Linked DNA regions of Mus musculus: region 2 is linked to region 1. A link is a contact called in public promoter capture Hi-C data. All regions are on one chromosome and are shown on one strand. Each heading gives the region's core, a stretch centred on a gene start, on an enhancer-like site or on the middle of the called end of the contact. The rest is flanking DNA. Distances are from core to core; before and after follow the strand shown.

Evidence for each region. Capture Hi-C pulls out chosen DNA fragments and counts their contacts.
Region 2: a promoter capture Hi-C map of adipose tissue shows a contact between it and region 1. The contact joins two enhancer-like sites. A contact is called at or near these places in 3 of 39 promoter capture datasets (cancer-associated fibroblasts, embryonic stem cells and neural stem cells), 5 of 15 datasets of contacts at CTCF or cohesin (CD8 T cells, the NIH/3T3 cell line, embryonic stem cells and 1 more), 80 of 484 Hi-C or Micro-C datasets (the AML12 cell line, B cells, the C2C12 cell line and 52 more), 35 of 115 datasets of contacts at active chromatin or transcription factors (CD4 T cells, CD8 T cells, the HPC-7 cell line and 24 more) and 4 of 9 other capture datasets (adipose tissue, embryonic stem cells, liver and 1 more).

The regions. Positions count from the first base shown.
Region 1 is chr11:74,958,368-74,965,556 of GRCm38.p6, reverse strand. All of the region lies in intron 8 of Smg6 (Smg-6 homolog, nonsense mediated mRNA decay factor (C. elegans)), which reads right to left. Among named protein-coding and RNA genes, the nearest start is that of Srr, 36 kb to the right of the region's middle. Within about 2 kb of position 5,401, at least 73 of the 459 cell types and tissues checked have an H3K27ac peak or open chromatin away from gene starts, as enhancers often do. A contact at or near this core is called in B cells, CD8 T cells, the MNK3 cell line and 10 more, where this site is marked.
Region 2 is chr11:75,149,855-75,156,504 of GRCm38.p6, reverse strand. Smg6 (Smg-6 homolog, nonsense mediated mRNA decay factor (C. elegans)) reads right to left here. Exons shown (of 19, transcript NM_001002764.2): 16 at 191-344. Among named protein-coding and RNA genes, the nearest start is that of Hic1, 17 kb to the left of the region's middle. Within about 2 kb of position 2,099, at least 107 of the 459 cell types and tissues checked have an H3K27ac peak or open chromatin away from gene starts, as enhancers often do. A contact at or near this core is called in B cells, CD8 T cells, the MNK3 cell line and 10 more, where this site is marked.

The DNA of each region.
Region 1 (7,189 bases), core at 4,152-6,651:
GGGATGGCCATCCCTAACAGGTTTCCTTGATTTCTTTTCCTTATTATTTGTTTGTTTATTTTGTGGGGAGTAGGTATACTGGAGCAAAGGGCCTCATGCATACTAGGCAATCACTAAACTACTTGGTCAACTTTTCCGTTTGTTTTTGAGATAGAGTCCCACTATGTACACCAGACTAGCCTCAAACTTACAGAGATTTGTCTACCTCTGTCTCCTAAATTCTGCAATTAAAAGTATGTGCCCCTGACATGCCCTGTTTTGTTTCGTTATATTTTTAAGATGGGAGTCTTAATATTTAATTGTCTGATAACGAAACTGCAACCCTCATGCCTCAGCTTCCTGAAGAGCTGGTACATACAGACTGTAATGCCAGGGCCGGGCATGGTACGCACGCCTTTAATCCCAGCACTTGGGAGGCAGAGGCAGGCGGATTTTTGAGTTCAAGAACAGCCTGGTTTACAGAGTGAGTTCCAGGACAGCCAGGGCTATACAGAGAAACCCTGTCTCAATAAAAAAAAAAAAAAAAAAAAAAAAAAAAAAAGACTGTAATGCTAGGATTCCATGAAGTTTTTAATTATACCATGTTTTTATCTACATTGTTCCTTGCTGTCCATATCTGCTTTTTTTTAAAAGTGTGTTTATGAATATGTGCATATGAATGCAGTACCCTCAGGCCATGGGTATCAGGTTCCTCTGGAGCTAGAATTGGTGGTTATGAGCCACCATGTGTTCTAGAAACTGAACTTGGGTTCTTTACAATAGTATAAGCTCTAAACTGCTGAGCCTGTACCTCCAGCCCCCATATCTACCTACAGAACCTCTTCCACTCTTCAAAATTAAGGACTCAGATTATCTTTCTGCTATTTTTCTCTGATCACCCTTAATTTCCTTCTCCCCTTTATAACACTATACCTATGCAATACTTCATTTTAAGTACTTATAGATCCATTTCTCTGACTATAATGTACCTCTGAGGTAAGGACCAACATCATTTACTTCCCTACATACAACACCTTGAAAAAATTACTAGCTTAATATCTGTAGAAAGAGCCGGGCATGGTGGCGCTCGCCTTTAATCCCAGCACTCGGGAGGCAGAGGCAGGCAGATTTCTGAGTTCAAGGCCAGCCTGGTCTACAGAGTGAGTTCCAGGACAGTCAGGGCTACACAGAGAAACCCTGTCTCGAACCCCCCCCCCAAAAAAAATCTGTAGAGATTATCTGAACAAGGAGGAAAATTTGAATCTCTCAGAAAATATTAATTAACCCTAAAATAGTTTTTATAACTAGATAAATAGGTCAAAAAGGAAAAAAAGAAAAATGCCAATATAAAATTATAAAGGCAGTTATTTAAGGCAACATAGAAAGGTGTGCCAGAAGACAAAATAGATTTTAGAAAAGGAAGAGGAGTTGGAGTGGGAGGATAAAGAGGTCATCAGTAGTAAAGTTACCACCCAAAATACATTCCAGCAAGTTCTTTATAGTTATTAGAGGAAGTTACCAGTTTAGTTGAGCTATAACCTCTCTACAATTAAAAAATTACTCTATAAATAAGTTCATAAATGCACTTAGCTAATTTTATAGCACTGAAAACATGAAAAATTTCTACCATAATTTCCACAGGTGGCATCATGTAGCACAAAAATCATTATTCGTTTTAATGTAAGGTGAGTGTATACCAAATACAAATGAGTAAGTAATACTACCAGTGACCAATATAATATGTCAGTTACATAGCTGTATCAGTTACATACAATATGGCAATTATAGGCATAAATGACAGACAGATGTCTAATGGTTCCTATATTAGATGCTTAATACATTTAGATCCACGATAAAAAACAATTTAAAAATCATGGAGACACTTAAAAATAGAAGTGTTGTTAATAATACTTTATAATGCATCAGATCTGGATCTTTTTAATTCCTTCTGATCTAGAGTCTATACACTAATTCTCAGGAGGATAAAACGGAGCAGTAACTTCAATATTAAATATTTATGAGTAAAATAAAAAGCTTCCAAAATGGGAAAAACCCAGAGTATCCCTCAGGAGCCAAAAACAGTCCACAGACTGGAGAAAGAATATGAGCCAAGAAAACAACTATTTCATAGTCTTCATCTTAGCTGAAACATCATATCCAAAACAGTGAAAACAAAGTAGACAGATGAAGTTCTGCAATGTTTAAGAGAAGGGAAAGAATGCAGAACAAGAGAACTATGGATATATCCCCCCCAAGAGAAAGGGCAGAAACAAAACCAGTATAGGAAACCATGAGAAAGGCCACACGGGACACATGAAGGTTGGTGCAGTTTCCTACCCACACAACAGCCAGTGTTACTGTATAGTCCTTCCTACATCACAGCTGCAGACTCACAGGTCCAATGTACAGGACTCACTCTTATTGGAAGGCTCTTCAAAAACTAGATCCTAAGGGACAATTTATAGTACACCCTCACAAACATGCCAGCTGGCTGCAACTCAGCAGCTGATTGCTCCCTTGTCTAACTTGGTAAGGAGCCAGAGGAGGACTTTTCGTAGTCAATTCTCCCATGCTGGAAATTCTCTAATGCCAGAGTTCTGGCTTAAGTCAGGATATCAGGTTATTCATGAGATGCCAAAACTATATCTTTACATTGGCTTTGAACAACTCTCTCAAATATACCATACAAATTCCCACAATCTTCAACATCATCTGGACACTAAGGCCAAAGACAGCAACTTCTCACATAGAGAGGAACAAGCTTTTTAAAGTATGAGTAACATCAAAACAAACTTTTCATAAGTTATAAATCAGTCTCACTGACTCTAAAATAGGCAACTGGACAATGCACTCAATAAATGGTTTCCTTAAAACTCTACTAGGCATGTTCCCTTTTCTACCAGATACTCTAATTCTCCCTATTGTTGACTTATTCTATGAAGATCAAACCACAAGGCAGTTTCTCTAAGAGGAAATGATGGAAGAAATCTAACAAGGTGGGTTTTGTTTTTTTTTAATATCATCAAGCCCCCAAATTCATAATTCTTAAGTGGAATAGCACTCTTCCTCCCAGAGAGTGTTTGAAAATATGAGGGGATCACTAATGGCACTTAGCTGGTAGTGCCAGGAATGATATGGATCCTGAAGTGGCAAACACACAGGATTATGTGATCACAAGAGTGCGAAAACCTTCATTAGCAGTGTCTTATAAGAAGGCCCTCAACCTTAACTGCTTTGATCCCTCCCAGCTTCTAGGACAGTGAGGAAAGAATTGGTGGTTGGGGGAAGCCTGAATTTTAAACTAATTTAAAACTAGCATGGACAGCATAAACAACTTCATCTGGATCAAGCAATGAGATAAGAGAAGACTCACTGGGTAAAAGTGTTTCCTGTAAAGTCTAAGGACCAAAGGTCACACTCATGTCTGTACCCACATAACATGCTGAGCATGAGCCTGTAAATGTCTGTAGCCCAAGTGATAGAAAGAAAGAAAACAGGAGGGCACTAGGGCTTGCTGACTAATAAAATATGGGCTTCATGTTTACAGAGAAACCATAAAAGATTAAGATGGAAAGTGGCAGGACAAGTAGCACCCTTGCAAATACACACACACAAACACACACCCCTATGCTACTCACACATACAAATTAATAATAAAGATGTGTTGGGCATGGTGGCAGATCTCTGTGTTCAAATAATCTTTAAAAAAGTAAAATAAAGTATAGTACTATGTTATGAACAACTTCGATAAAATAATATACATAATATAATGTGTATTTCTTTGTTGAAACAGGGTCTCATCGTGTATACTTGGATGGCCTGGAACTTGATACAAAGACCAGGCTGGCCTTGAACTCATAAAGATCTGCCTGCTTCTGCCTCTGTATTGGCAAAATTAAAGGCATGTGTGACCATGATCTGTCAATAATATATATAATAACTGGTTTCACACTTAAGACTACTGGCTATTGACAACCTAGGTTTAGATCCTATCATCCACTTGGTGGCTCACACGAGTGTGTAATTCCAGTTCCAGACACTCTGATGCCCTATTCTGGCCATTCAAACAAAATGCCCATACACATAAAATTCATTTAAAAATATTTAATGGGACTAGAGAAATGGCTCAGATGTTAAGACCCAAATTTGGTTCCCAGCACCCATATTTGGCAGTTAATAACTTCCTACACCTCCAGTTCCAGGATCGTTGATACCTCTTGGCCTCGCCAGCATCTGGACTCATCGTGTGTGTGTGTGTGTGTGTGTGTGTGTGTGTGTGTGTACATATATGTATATATATACATATATATATATATATATATATATATATCCATACCCATATATGCACAACTACAAATAATTTTTTTAAATCTCTAAAAATACTTTTTAAATAACAAAAGTTTAAATACCTAAGAATTGGGGCTGGGAAGACAGGTTAGCAGACAAAGGCTTGCCCTAAGCCTGACAACCTGAGTTCAATCCCTGGGACCCACGTGACAAAAAGAGAGACCAACTCCCAGAAGATGTTCTTGGACCTCCATAGGCACGCGAGCACACACACACACGAAATGGAAAAATAAAAAAGTAATTTAAATTAAGACCCCAAAATTTAAAAATGTGTTTGATTTGTAACCAAATTGTTCTCTGATTACTTTCTCTTCCTCTGAACATTTTAGCTGCTTCATGTTTTCTTCTGAATGCTTTTTTTTTCTTTTATTCTTTTTTTTTTTTTTTTTGGTTTTCGAGACAGGGTTTCTCTATGTAGCCCTGGCTGTCCTGGAACTCACTCTGTAGACCAGGCTGGCCTCGAACTTAGAAATCCGCCTGCCTCTGCCTCCCGAGTGCTGGGATTAAAGGCGTGCGTACCACCCGGCCTGAATGCTAACTTTTAAGCACATTACTGGAAAAGCGCACCACCTCACTCCTTCCTCCTTCAGGATGTATTGTTTATACTTGTTCTGTATGTTACTCAAGTGACTTCTCTTTACAATTACTGTCATTACTATTTCTAAAATGTCTAAATTAAACCAAAGCTTGGAAATTCTGACTGGTATCTGGGTCCGACTTTCCGGATGGTAACTGAAGGTCATGTGGGGTGGAAAGTGGCCTGTGGGTAACAGAACACACACATGCACGCGAACAGGATATGTTGGTAATCTGGCTTCCTGAGACCTAGTAAGTTGTGAGAGTTCTCACCATTACCCTTGGAGAAGATGAAAAAACTAAAGTTGGAAAATGCTGGATTTTTAAAATGTCCCCTCTTAGCATTCTATCTAGTGGTGTCTGGGAAGGGGCACATTTGCCTCCTACACCATTTTACTTGTCTAAAAGTACAAAACAAGCGAATGAACGGAAGCTTCTTCATAGCGTGGAAGCTGGTGTTTGTGGCACAGCTTATGTCACGTCTCAAGCCCAGAAACACGAAGAGTGTGGTTTTGGTGTTTAACCAGCCTCTACTGCACCCTGGCACTGTTTCTTCCCCAGAGAACTTTAGAGGAAAAAAACCAACCTCCTATCTTAAAACCAAAGGCCAGGATAAAAATAAAGCCCTGAAGTGGTTTGGTGACCGAGGTCATAAGGGCTGCCACAGGTCTGAAGGTAGGGCCAGTATGCTCTGAGAAACTTCACTGCAGTCAACCACAGAAACAAAGACCTCAGCCCCACAGTCCAACAGTCTAGGAGGCTGCCTTTAGGCCTGATTTGTTAGGAGCTGCTCCACACAAAGCAGTTTATATCCTTTGAAAACCTCCAATCCTGCTTATAACTTTAACAGCAGTCTAGCTGAACTGTTCCTAGAGCCTATGAAAAGCAGAGCCAACCTGCAGCCTTGTCCTATAGGAAGGAGGCTGCCATGAACTCTCGCAGGCTTATTGCCTAATCTCCACTCATGAAGCAACTTTAAAACTTGATTCTGAGGTGAAGGAGTAGAACATGAGGTTCACACTACAAACTAGAAAAGTGAAATGGGAACTGACATGAAATCAACTCACGGCAACCCTGATGAAAATAAAACAAAACAAACAAAAGGACCAAAGCCAACCAAACATGCAATCCTTACACCCAGGAAACCAACAATTCGTCTTTCTCTACCAGGATCACATAATTACAGAGCAACAAAGAAACTGGGTTATCAGACATGAAACATCTGCTTACTAGCAAACCCAGAGATGAAATTTTTCTCTAACATTCTACACTGTCCAGAGGAAATGAGGGTAAACACTGGTTCTGCTCCTTCATCCTGACAGGAGTTCTGAAACTGCAAACTTAATTTACCATGATCTATGCCCAACAACTAGAATGCACTCCAAAATGTACCATATGACCTGATGTACCATATGACCAGGCTTCAAACCTAAGGCTCTGACCTATAGTTGTCCTGGGTGGCTGGGAGGGGGAGGGCAATGCCTGTGTGCCACCCACACAGCAGCTTTCTTTAACATTATGGCAGTGGCAGCAGCGGCAGCAGCAGTTTAGCACACAACTGTACAAGGGACACTGAAAAGTGAGAGAAATGATGGGTCTGAAGAAAAAATGTCATCTGTATAATTTTTTAAAAATTTAAAAACAAGAAAATTCAGCCAGGCATGGTGGCCCACACCTTTAATCCCAGCATTTGGGAGGCAGAGGATTTCTGAGTTCGAGGCCAGCCTGGTCTACAGAGTGAGTTCCAGGACGGCCAGGGCTACACAGAGAAACCCTGTCTCAAAAAACAAAAAAGAGAAAGAAAGAAAGAAAGAAAGAAAGAAAGAAAGAAAGAAAGAAAGAAAGAAAGAAAGAGAGAAAGAGAGAAAGAAAGAAAGAAAATAAATTCAGAACTCTGTACTATGGCTGGTTCTTTAAAAAGCACAAAACATCCAAGCCAGATCCGCAAATTTTCAAGCAAAAACTATTACTTTCAAACCTTGGGAAGTGACATTATCATTACTGCCATGTTTCAGATGAGGAGGCTGAAGTTCAGCCAGTTATGGACTGGGCCTCAGACCTCAGAGATAACAGCTAATAAAATTAGGACTTAAAATCAGAGATTTTCAAAGCCCAGACTCTTAAATAACCTCTATATTACCTGACTTTGACATGTAAGATACTAAAGAAAATTAATCAAAGTTACTAAAAAACCAGGCTCTTGAGAGATACACTTGATTTGAAAGAAATTATTCACAGAAAGCTCTCCCAAGTTTAGTGATAACAAGAGGAGGAGAAAGGAAGGTGA
Region 2 (6,650 bases), core at 850-3,349, 190 kb before region 1:
CAGTTTAAGCCATGGATCAGCCATAATAATTTGAACTACTCTGATTATTAAACAATTTTCCTTGCCCCACGCATTCTCTGCAAATCCTGTCTTACACATGCACAGCCAGGTCAGCCTGCCTGGCTCTGGGCATGTATAGAGGGGGCTGCTGTGCATGTCTAGGGTTGCTCTGTCCTCCCGCCCAGCTCACCGATGAGGGGCACCACCAGGATGTACTTCCTGCTCTCCAGCAGCCGAGCCAGACTGGCCAGGTGGTCAATGAAGCCGTTGGTATCTGGTACGAGGAACAAGGGTCTGATCTCCAGCTCCATCTGCCTCATCTGACTCTGGTCTTCCAAAACAGCCTACAGGGACACAGAATATGAGGGAGCAAGAGAGTGAGCAGGCGGATGAGCCAGGCCCCTGACTCAACAGTGTGTAAGCATCCTGCCCCCACACATCTCTTCCCCCTCCAGAGGCACAGCCACCCCTTAGGCCTGAGGGACAGACCTTCAGGCTGAGCTAAGCAGTATAATCAAAATCCACACAGACCAAATGGCCCAGGCCTGAAGTCTCACTAAATGCTAGCTGTCAGTGAGAAAGGAGACTGATGATATTAAAAACATGTTTCTGAGAGGATCATAAAGGTAAGAAGGGAGGAAGTAACTAGGCCAGGAAAGGAGAGTCACATATTACAGGCAGCACTTACAGGGTAGTTCTCAATCCGAACACTTGAATACTCAGATCAGAGTCCTCCCTCCCCCTCCCTCCTTTCCTCCTTATCCCTGTCTAAAATGAGACAGGGTCTCATAAGCTGGCCCAGACTCATACTTGGTTCTATGCAGTACTGAGTATCAAATCCAGGGCTTCAGTACGTTAGCACTCTACCTACAACCCTAGAATTTGTGATTCCAACTCACTTCATTGTGCATTTCAACCATCCACCTACTCCAATCCTAATGAAATTAACATAAAATCTGAATTTTAAAAGTATATACACATGGCAGAGTGTTGGAATTAAAGTTCCAACACTCAGAAAGAGGAAACACTCATTTCTGTGAGTTCCAGACTAGCCAGAACTACATAGTGAGATCCTGTCTTTAAAAAAAGAAGAACTGACAAGATTCGACTCCTACAAATATACATGTGCACACATACAATGTAAAAAACATTTTTAAAAACTGGGTATTAGCAGAATGCTACTTATCATTTTCTACAGCAGAAATCCATAAAGAAGGAAGTTATGGCCCAGCCCACAGAGAACAACAATCAGATCATAGCTATACCACCTGTCCTTGCTTTGCACAGCATTTCCTAAATGTAGTTATGGCTGTCCTGGAACTTGATATGTACATAGGCTGGCCTTGAACTCACAGAGATTTGCCTGCCACTACCTTCTGCTGAGATTAAAGGCATACCACCCCCAGCTTTTTTGCTCTACTTTTAACTCTTTACCACAAGAACTCTGAACAAGTAACACTGTCCTACCTTCATTTTCCCTTTGGCATCAGGGCTTTTTGTCTTAGGCTCTTCAGGAAAGTCCTCTAGGATACTAAGGATTTCATAATTGTGCTGTATCCCAGTACAAACTGAAGTGCCATAATGAAAATTTAAAGCACTCCACCTCATATTATTCAACAGTTACCCCAATTACCACCAGCAGGCCTGTGTACCAACCTCTGTCAGCCCCAGAAGCCCACAAGCCAGGGACTATCTGTGTTATAGGCTTTTCCATTTCTGTGGAATTCTGTGAACATTTGCAGCACCCAGTGTCTTCTGGTCTGGCAATCTTACATGGGTAGCAGTGACCTGATGGGACAGGTTTAGGGTATATCTGTCTCTACAGAGTATATTTATTATTGTGCTATTTCCTCTGAGGATCATAGCCAGAAAGCAAATTGACTGGCTGAAATTTATCTGCTCTGGCAGACTATGTAGGGAGCTAGCCGGTACCAAGGGGAATCCAGAAAAGCAGGTGGGTCAGTCTCAGTCCCCTCACTCCCTCTTATGGTCTTCTGAAACATAGCAACCACAAGGAGACAGACCCAGAAACAGTACAGAGGAAGTGTATGTGCGTGCCAACTGAGATGGGGCCCACGGTGCTGGGCCTGGCCACCAACAGTTAGCAAGAAGGTTGCTTAGGCTTCACTAGGGTGACAGTAAAACTGAAAGGGCATGCCTTCAAAGGATGGGGGTGGCTTCTCGGTGACCTACCAGAGACCTTTCCCTATGAGTAAGTTGTTGCTGCCACTGCCACCACAGTTGGTGAAGACACAGGCCACGGGACAGTGGCAGCATGAGAAGTTTTGGCCAAGAGGCCCTGTCTGCTGAAACCCTCCAACTGTTCTCACCTCACAAGGGGAAAGTGTCAGCCACCTTCCCAGGGGCTTTCGGTCACTGTCATTCCCAGAGCACTGGCAAAAGGACAGTAACACACATTCTACTAATCTTGGTGGGGGCATTGAGAAGAACAGGAAAATGTCCTGCTCAGGTCCAGCAGATACTCTGCTGCCCTTTATGCCAAGAAGTAGCTCCCCTCCCCCAGGCTTCTGTCCTCCATACAAATCGACCAGAATGCTCTTTCTGAAGCCCTGTTCAAATATGTTTTTTGTTGTTGTTGTTGTTGTTGTTGTTTTTGTGGGAGAGAGGACATAATAAGTTCTGCCACATGACTGGTGGATGACAGGAGACATGAGCACCTATAGTGACAGGAACCATAGTCTTAATTAAGGAAGCACCACCTCTCTCTCTCTTACATCTGTTTTCCTACTTGGAGAAATGACATGCAGTCCTGGTTAGACTTCCATTAAGAATGCTGATAACTGTCGTTTTTCACCTTGGATGAACAATGGGTTCCTAAGACCAGGCTCATGCCACCTTATATGCTAGTGGTAAGTCAGACAGCCAAGGCAGGCTGGGGAGCAGCATGGCGTTTGAAGACAGGATAGATGTAAAACCTAGAGTAAGGTTTGGGGAAGCTTGATTTCCTTGGGTACCTAGAGCTATGGTCTGTGGCCAGAAAGGTGAACTGGCCATAGCCTCTCAAAGAGGTAGCAGATGGTTCCCTGGGAATGGGACAGGGCCAAGCTGCGTGTGGTGGTCAGAGCTGGGCTGCCCTCATCCGGTCTCAGGGACGCCTGCAGACAACTTCCCCTAACCTGGCTCTGCCCAGTGAGTCACCACACAACTGCTTCCTGTTCCCCACATGCCCTCATGGAGTCTCAGGAGATTAGACAAAGTTGCTCTCTCTTCTTTTGGGGTGCCAGTGGGCTTAGCAGGTAAGGGGATTAATACCTGGGTCACAAGATTAGTTCAGTACCAATAAAAACAATGACAGATCAAGAAGAGCTTAGGAGTCAGGCTTTCTGTGATGGGTGTCTGTGTTTCCGGCCCTTTCTGAGTGGCGCTGTGTGTGTTTAGCATTTGCCCTCCCAACTTTTCCAGATTTTACCCGTCAGATTCCTGGCAGCTGTGCACGGCGCCTGTGCCGGCCGTCACGTCCCATTCTGATCTCTGGGTCGCACGGTGAGAGAAGGACACAGGATGCGCAGGGAGTGAAAAAGTGATGTAGATGGGGAGAGTGCCAAGTCCCCACTCACAGCCATGGGACGCTCAGGGAGAAGGGGAAGCATGCTGCTGTGGAGTTCAGAGGCCGGTAGTGTCATTTATTTTTGTTTGTACGAGTAAAAAGCTGCAGAAGCCTCTGGTGGGAGTGAGGGGGGGAACTGGAATGCTAAGATTCAGACAGATCAGCCCTGGCCTGGACTCAAATGTACTGACCCGGAAGGAGAGTTCCACAGGAGCCCTCCACTGTAGCTCAGCCTGGGCCACCCTGGGAAAGTGTAGGCACTCCTAGGGCAGAGAGGTGGGAGGTGGGACACAGTCCTAGGGCAGAGTGGTGTGAGGTGAGCACCAGGGGCTCATGATCATCCTCGGCAAGACCTTGTCTCAAGAAAACAAAACCACGGGGCCTAGCAAACACAGAAGTGGATGCTCACAGTCAGCTATTGGATGGGTCACACGGCCCCTAATGGAGGAGCTAGAGAAATTACCCAAGGAGCTAAAGGGAACTGCAACCCTATAGGTGGAACAACAATATGAACTAACCAGTACCCGGGAGCTCTTGTCTTTAGCTGCATATGTATCAAAAGATGGCCTAGTCGGCCATCACTGCAAAGAGAGGCCCATTGGAGTTGCAAACTTTATATGCCCCAGTACAGGGGAACGCCAGGGCCAAAAAGGGGGAGTGGGTGGGTAGGGGATTGGGGGGGTGGGTATGGGGAACCTTTGGGATAGCATTGAAAATGTAAACGAGGAAAATAACTAATAAAAAAAAAAAAAGAAAACAAAACCAAACCCCAAAATAAGCAAACACACGAGCAAGCACAAAAAAGACTTAAAAATAAAGAAAAAGAGTAGATACTCCAAATCAGACTTGCAGCAATGAGGACCATCAAGTGTGCAAGAGAGAAATAACTCCAGTTTAGGAAAAGTGCTAAGTGTCCAGTTATCTCTGAGCAACAGGAGCAAACTGACAGACAACTGGGAAAGAGACATGGTATGCAGTAGCTGAGGTAGCTGATGGGTTGTGTCTCTAGGAAGGTTCTTTTACAAGTTAAAGGGGATGATTTTACAATGCCAACCCACTGAAAACAGAGACACAAAATTACACAGACAAAAATGCAATGCAATTGGCTGACACAGATGGTGCACAGCAGATCATGAAACAGGGCCACCACACCAAGTAGAGGCTTTAAATCTTTCTTCTGCTTAGAAGACCCATACACAGTGTGGTTGCTTCCTCCCTTCAAAGGGGATGGACTCACCCAGGGTCTGTATTCCTTATTATTCTGGAGACAGTAATATCATTACCACAAATGAGAGGTTTTATAACATGGCAAACTTTCACAATCACCTTGCATGTCACAGAGTACCTAACTTTGTGCCTGACACAAATTAGTAATGACAATGACAATTTCTACTCTCTCTTGTACAACTCTCTCTTACATTCTGTGCATCTAAGTAGGCATCACAGACATCAGGAACGAGAAATAGGAAGAAGGAGGGGCAGGAATATTTACTGCTTTTTAAGAACTTATTTTTTTATTATTTATTATTTATGTGTATACATGTGTGTGCACATGTGTGTAGGTACCTACGGGGGCCACAGGTTTTGGGGCTGCTGGCGGTTGTGAGCCTATGGTTGCTGGAACTGAACATGGATACTCTGGAAGTACAGTTATATGATCTTAACTGCTGAGCCATCTCTTTAGTCCCAGGAGTATTAATTTTTATTGTGAGACTAACAGTAGCTGGGCACAGATCTATGCAATCTTAACTTACCTGGGAGACTCAGTCAAGAGGATCACTTGAATTCATCTGAGTTTGAGGCCAGACTGGACAGCAGATTGGAACTCTCATTTTTGGTGCACATGTTAGATATGTGAGTTTAGGGATACATGTGCCCAAGCATTCATATACAAAGGCTACAGCAAGACATCCAGGTATCTTTCTCCATGGTTTTCCACTTTGTCAGATACAGGGTCTCTCTAAAGTGGAAACCTGGTGTTTCAGGAAGGCTAGCTGGCTAGAGGACTTCCAGGGTCCACCTGATCTGCCCTTCCCCTCAGGCTAGGGTTACAGGCATTCTGTAGACATGTTCTGCTTTTTATGTGGATGCTGGGAACTCTGACTCAGTATGCTTGAGGAGTGAGTGCTGTACCCAGTGAGGAGCTCCCCAGGCCCAACCAACCTTGTCTTTTAAGAGAAAAATGATATTTCTCATTTTCATTAGTTTTTAATTTTTTTGTTTTGTTCTTTTTGATACAGGACTTTTTTGTGTAGCCTTGGGTGTCCTGGAACTCCCTCTATATACCAGGCTGGCCTGAAATTCAAGATATTCATCTACTTCTGCCTCCCAAATGCTGGGATTAAAAGCCTGTAGTCACCACCACCACACGGCTTGAGCAATACTTTAAAAAAAAAAAAAGAATTTATTTATTTTACATATATGAATGTTCTACCTCCATGCCAGAAGAGGGCATCAGAACTCATTACAGATGATTGTAATCCACCATGTGGTTGCTGGGAATTGAACTCAGGACCTCTGGAAGAACCTATGGTGCTATTAACTGCTGAGTCATCTCTCCAGTCCCTTAAGCAGGTCTCTTAATTGCTGAACAATCTTTATTTATTTTTTGATAGGGCTTCATTATATTGCTCAGGTTTGCCTCATCCATATGATCTCTCACCTCAGCTCCCTGAGTAGTAGGAATTATAAGCACACAACTGTGCCTGACAGTACTACCTATTTCTCAAAACTACCTGACTTGTAAATGAAAGAAAAGGGAGAAGACAAAAGGTAAGAGCAGCAAGATGGTCACTGCAGGAACCAAGGGAGCAGACAGAGCGTGGGCTGCTGAGAGCTTCCCCTGAGAAGGTCTTGAGAGAACCTTTTCTGGATGTCCAAAGGCATCACAGTAATGAGCAGATGCTAAGCCAGGTGTGGTACATGCTCACAATCCAGCACTTGGAACGGGAAAGAGTATATGAGGACTGTCTTGAGCTTGAGGCTAGTCTGTCTCAGAAAACAAAAACACAAGAAACCAAAGAGAAAAGAGAAGCACATTTGCTTTAAAAAAATTACAATGACTTTTGCTTGCACCCTCCCC